Regions from separate parts of the Gossypium hirsutum genome. Here region 1 is linked to region 2. The links are chromatin contacts, called in public Hi-C maps. All regions are on one chromosome and are shown on one strand. The core of a region is the stretch at or near the end of the contact, and the rest is flanking DNA. Distances in the headings are between cores, read along the strand shown. Region 1 holds the start of LOC107962281 (serine/arginine repetitive matrix protein 1). Region 2 holds the start of LOC107962986 (wings apart-like protein 1).

Region 1 (3,151 bases), core at 427-2,926, 740 kb after region 2:
ACTTTTTTGTTCTTAAAGTTGTCTCAATGTGAACTCCTTTAACCATACCAAAAACCCAATAGAAGCCTCAAGTTCTTGGATAAAGAAAGATGGAAAAGGAGCAATCATTTTGTACCAAATTGAATCATATTTTGCAGAAAACACATGTTTTTCCACACCAACATGTCAAGTTAAAGGCATTCAATTTCATACGTTCTTAAATACAACCAAAATCTCCCATTGCATTGCAGTCCGGATTGACATTTGCATTGAATCAGTATTCACAAACAAAACAAAAACAATAAGAGAAATTACAATATATGAACTCTAAAGGTACAATATTTTCTTTTAATCCTTAAAGAAAGATGAAACATTCAAGGGAGACAAGAGGATTTTCAAGTGATTCATTTGGAGCACTCGTTGTAGCACCATTATTATTGCTGCTTGGCCATTTCCCTTCCATGGTAGTTGTAGTAACGTGTTGTTGTTGCTCTCCTGGGTCACGTCGGACCCTACCAGGAGAATGAATGGTCCTACCTCCGGACGAGCTCCGACCCATTACAGCTCTATTCACCGCAGGTGATCTTGACCTCCTCCCTGAACTCCCACCCGGATCCTTCCTTGGCGGATCGGGTCTTGACCCACGTTTCACTGGGGATCCCCCCTTGCTTTGAACCAACCTCACTGATGATCCCCCGTTCACGACCCCATTTCTTTTGTTAGGTGATTGATCAAGCTTCCGACCCACGACACGGTTCCTTGACCCGGGTCTTGCCGAAGATCTGAACACCTTTAGCTGCCTCACTTCATCTTCTTCATCTCTCCTATCAGTAACAGTGGAAAGGCTTTCACTTAAACTCACGCTGCAAATCTCGGAAACCTCTTCCGAAGCTGACTCTTCAAGGACAGGTGATTTTGGTTTGGTCTTGACGTTGAAATTAAGGCTTTCCTTCTCTTGGATCTTGACAAAGACCGGTTTCTCAATCTGGGTTTGCTTGCTCTCTTCTTGTTGTGGGGTAAAGATGGGAGCTTTGGTTTTTGGGGTTTCAGATAAAACTTCCTTCACAGTTTCTTCTTCAGCCGAAGGTGGTGGAGCTTTGGATTCAACACCCACTTGCAAATGTGATTCCTTCGCACGAAGGGAACCTGTGTTGGTGCTTACACAGCAACCCATTTGAGGAAATGGAATCTACAGATTGACTCAGAAACAAAGTGCCATTGTTGAGTTTTAAGTTCAGCAATGATCTGTTGGTAAGTAGATTAAGTATTTCCCGGCTTTAGACTCGATGAAGAAGGTCTCCACTCCCCATAACGGAGGCGTAACCTCAATGGAGTGCATTTTATTCTTAGGTAACATATTTCTATTTATCTAAATGACCTTCATATTTCGTCGTTTTTCATTCAAGTCCCTTTGAGCTGCATATGTCTCGTGATTTGTGGAATTTTTAAGGAGCGGCGCATGTTCTAGTCGTCTAGAAGAGGAGGTGGGGGGATTATTGATATGTCTTTTTACAGTCCCTCGGTACATGTGATGTCTAAATCTAACCAGAATGGGCGGTCGATGTGGGACCACTGTTAGGGTTAATTGAACGGTTGTGATTGGGTTTATGGTTTGTGGTCGAACACTTGACCCACAACTTTCATGGATTTACATGGAAATGATCTGTTCTTAAACGTATGAAATAATCAGTAAGATTAGGAAAAAGTTGTTAAATTGTCTCAATATTTGGAACAAAAACACTAGCCCTTGCCTAATAATTTGAGACCCTACCTATGATGGAATCTTGGACTGGTAAAGTTGCATATGCCACATCTAATCAACCCTTAGATTTTGCGATACAAGTTGATTTATGCCAAGTAACATGACAAACACAAACTTAAAAAACAAAGAGAGATGCTGCTTATGAGCAGTGACCGCATCTACTTTTCTTTAGCCATCTGTATCAACAGTCAATAGGAAAGCCAATCTCATTATTTCAATTTAAGTTATATTTATTTAATTTTATAAATACTGAATTTGATGGACTATCAAACATATATAGCCCATAGTTTGCAACAAACAAGTTTGGATGTAAAGTATACCAGACAAGAAGCTGAGTGAGACAAATGTTCCATTTGGGTCTTATCTTATGAGGCCATTTTGGTCTCCATTCATCTTGGGTTTGTGAAGAACCAATAACTGATCCATCCCAATCCAATTTTTGCTGCCCAATGGTTTAAGCTTAGTTGGTCTTTCATTCAATTCCAAACAAAACAATCAGTGGCTTTTCCTACTATGTACTTCAAAAGAAAAAACCAACCTTCTCAACATAAAAAGATAGCCTTTATTTATAAAGCCACAAACCATGTAATTATTTTCCTTGAACACTCACATTATGTAGAATTTTTACACTTATTTTTCATTGTTTGGGAATTTTATCATATGATTGTAAAATTAAAATTAAAGGGCAATAATTGAAGCTTTAATTGGTGGATGTAACCTCATGGTTATCCCAACATGTATAGTATAGCATAATTTAAGAAATTATAGATGTTTGAAAGAAGGTGGATTTCAACTTTAAAGACAATATTATTAAAAAATAATTAGGAATGTAACAAAATAAAGAAATAAAATTTGACAGTTAAGAGGCTAACCTCAGCAAAACCAAAGAAAAAAAAAAGGAAAATGGCATTTGGGAAGTGACCAAGCCATTGGCCGCATTAATTCTCTGTACGCCATGAGTGAGAGGCCTTTCTAAAAATATTGTAGGTTTTTTATTATTTAGAAAAAGATTGTAATTTGTATCTCACATAATATTAAAAAAAGGGTGAAATTATCATTATTTTTCTAAAATCGTAATGTAAGGAGGAGGAGGAGGTGTCAAACTAGTGTCATATTCTCTCAATCTTCAATCAACACATTTTACACATGTGAAATGGCAATAAATAAATAAAGTACACGTGACCCATCCCACCCACCTAGCCTACCCCCAGCCTCAACCAAATATATAGTTAAATATCTCCACTTCTCCAACTAGTCTTTTGTATATTATTTCTTCATGATAAAACAGCTAATGGCATCCAAATTTGTACTCTAAAACGCACGCTCTCTCATGATTGAGTTAATACTGTGTGATGTATTTGAGAAAGAAAGGAGTTGTGTTAGTAAAGGGTATGAAAAGCGAAGGTGATG
Region 2 (3,437 bases), core at 730-3,229:
TGTGTGCATAAAATCCTCAACTATTGAGCAGAAATTATGTATAGATTTATAAATAGACAATAAATGCAACTTCAACTGCTGAAAAACGTACATCATTGGTAAACACGTAAAAAAGGGCCACAGCAGCAAGGTTGCTTGGGATGTCATCAAAGTTGAGCCCCATTATAGCATCAATTATTGTTTTTTCCATCCTGAAAAGAACATGTTTGCAAAGCCAGTGTAAGGACAACAAAGAGCGTCACAGTAATTCTTCCTTCCAGAAGACAATAGGATATTCATGCGTATGTTTGGTCTAAAAGGAAAACCACTCCATCTTTATCTTCACATTCTTTTAGAGTGAAACAAGCACTGAACCAGTAAATGAAGATTGAATAAGCTGAAAAAAATCAATTGACAATCCCTAAAAAGAGACAATAGACGATTAACAAATTACACGGCTGCAGGAAATGGCACCTATACTTTTTATACCATACATAATGTCTTACCAAGTTGTTTTCATGAGTCAAGTTACTCCAACTCAGCTAACAGTTACTCAAGAATCAAATAAAATTAAGGATGTTATGGTCTTTAATTTATTTTTACCTATTTTAAAAAAACTATCCACTCCTAGAAAATCTACCTATTTAGCTTTCTACTTTTCAAAACAGACAAAGAAAAAACTGACGAAGTAATTGAACCACATTCTAGTAAGGAAAAAAAATATAACAGAATGTAACAGTCCTTAATACTACTGGAAACACAAACTAACCACCAAAGGAATTCTTTAAATTAATAACAAAATCAAATTCTATCCATAAACTATCAAAAACATCAATAACTTACGCAATCCCCAAAAGGGAATGCAAGACCGCCAACCCTTTACAATTTCTAATAAACTACGTTTTCATCCAAGACCCAAATCTTTGATACATTTATCTTTCCTTTAACTCTATCGGAAAGCCAAATATAGTTGAATAGTCTATAGACTCCCAGAAGGGAATTCAAAATTTCAAATATGCTTAACGTCCCTAAAATTACTAATCCATATTATCCCCCATGTCTAAAACAAAAGGCCAAAAAGAAGCAAAATGCACCTTAATCCGTTTGAATCAACAAAGTTATTTCATAACCAAATTTAAATTAAAATTTCAAAATTCCACCCTAAATTAACACTACCCAGATGCCAATATCAACAGATTTCAACGAAAGAACCTAAAAACCAAAAACCATCAAGAATTTCAACATACCCATGAGTTCTCAACAGTCTCCTCTGTTGGGCAGTGGCGCAAATCGAAAGCAGAGACAAAAGACTCGCTCTTCTGATCCTCACTGGCTGGCCTTTCTTTAACCCATCAAGCGCGAAATTAACCTCGTCAACGTGCTCCATCATTTCCCCGAATTCTTGAGCCTCCATCAGACTCGAAGTCGGCGAAATCCACGGCATAGAAGAATACCCTACCTCGTTCTTGCTCTGGTTTTGCTTCTGTTTCTTGGATCTTCTAACATCACCGTTTCTTGGATCTTCGAATTCGAAACATCTTTGGGTTGGTTTAACGGGCGCTTTTATTTGGTTCTTGTAGTCGTCGTCGATGAATTCTTGAGAGGACGGCCATAAGGAAGAGGATTCCTGGGTGGTAGTGAAAGGGAAATCGTAGATGTCCTGAGACGGCAACGTTTCTTGGGACAAGGGAGGGGAGTCGGAGACGTCGTCGTCTAGGGAGTCGGAGAATGTCCTGGTTAAACCACGGTTACGGCGACCGTAGGTTCGGACGATCATTGTTCGGAGTCTAGATTTCTTTAAGGTGGCGGCGTTTAACCTGGATATGGCATTGAGAAGAAAGATAAGGGTATTTTGGGCAAAAAAGAAAACAAAAATCGAGATTTTGAAATGAAACGAAGCTCTCCCTTTCTCTTTCTGTCTCTCTCTCTTTCTTGGACGGTGGAGCTGAGAGAAAAAGAAAAGAAAGGTTTTAGGACAAATTAGAAGAGAGAAATCTGGGTCCGGTTGGGATTTTGATTTGGGTCCGGTTTGGTCCTGAAATGAGAGGAAATTACCTAGGGCCGACGCTAATAGGAGTGGATGGGCCGTGACACCAAATATATTGAATTTTTCTTTAATATTTATATTAAATATAAAAATAATTTATCCATTTCAAAAATTAATTTAATGAAGTATAAATTAGAAAAATAAACCCTTGAGGGTCAAACAACCTCCCAATAAAAACCAATAAATATAGCAATTAAAAAAATTACATCCAATTGAGCTTTCAATTATAAAAAGATATTCTTTTATTAACAAAAATTATTAGTAATTGATTTGATTATAATGAAAAATTGACATGTAGTAAAGTATATTAAAAGTGACATGTCATGTAAAATATAAAATATAAAATCTTAATAAATAATACTAAAAAAGTTCACATTTAAAGAACAATTTAGTATATTTTTAAGTTTTAGTTTTCTGTAATTTTGATTTTGATTTCTTTTACAACTTCTAAGTTTTTTTTTCTTGAATATTGTAAAAAAGTTTAATTATTTCTTAGGTTCCTTCGAAAAGTTACTTTTCAGAATATGTGACATATACGAGTGTTGAGTTAATAGTAGGCTAAATTAGGTAATTATGTCGTTTTTTAAATTAAGGTTATAAGTTATTTTTTTAAAAATTTAGGGAAATAAGTTATTTTTTAAAAGAGAAACAGAAAGCGTGCTCAGATGGACACGTTTTCCCTCAACGGTCATTTGAATGTTGGTCGTGCAACGGTAAAAAAGGACAATGGTCATTTTTGTTTACCTATAAATACCCCCAAATTTGTTTATTTTTCATTCACATAATATTCTCTCAATTCTTTCTAATCTCCTAACTTTCTCAATTTTCTCAAGTTCTTGTTCTAAATTTTTCGATATTCTCTTTTAAAAATATTAATTTTAATTATTCTGTATTTTATTTGTTCGAATTAAATTTTCACTAATAACAACCTCTCTAATTCGTTTCGACCATAATCACATTTCTGTCGCTCAAGCAGTAATGATAACACAAAAATTTAATTTTCGTTATTTTCAATTAAGTTAAATTTAATTTTTTTATAAATAAAAATAATTTTTTGTTGTTATAAATAAGCAGATGACTATGTTTTGGAGGCGTTCATACATAATTTGTCAAAGCCTCCAATTACTAAAATTCATGGTTACTTGCAATAGGCGGGATTCTTGCATACATCTCATATGTTCGAGGGCTGCAAACTTGACCATAGACTCACAGCGCGTTGGTGGAAAGATGGAGGCCTGAGACACATACTTTCTATCTTCCATGTGGCGAGTGTACAATCACACTAGAGGACGTGGCGTTACAACTCGATCTACCGATGGATGGACCGATCGTTACGGTAACAACAATTATCCCCGATAAAAAAGGATCTTTGTGCAGCATTATTAAGGAAGGTCACGGACAAGTTTGATAG

Evidence for each region. Hi-C and Micro-C count contacts between places; a contact is called where the count stands out from the background.
Region 1: a contact with region 2 is called in a Hi-C map of leaf, with 2.4 times the contacts expected there. The contact joins the promoter of LOC107962281 here to the promoter of LOC107962986 in region 2. A contact is called at or near these places in 2 of 34 Hi-C or Micro-C datasets (both in leaf).

What each region holds. Positions count from the first base shown.
Region 1 is chrA06:91,392,981-91,396,131 of Gossypium_hirsutum_v2.1, forward strand. It overlaps LOC107962281 (serine/arginine repetitive matrix protein 1), which reads right to left and starts at 1,677. Exons shown (of 1, transcript XM_016898596.2): 1 at 166-1,677. The coding sequence starts at 1,153. The coding sequence ends at 335.
Region 2 is chrA06:90,649,209-90,652,645 of Gossypium_hirsutum_v2.1, forward strand. It overlaps LOC107962986 (wings apart-like protein 1), which reads right to left and starts at 1,980. Exons shown (of 14, transcript XM_016899592.2): 1 at 1,227-1,980; 2 at 92-191. The coding sequence starts at 1,756.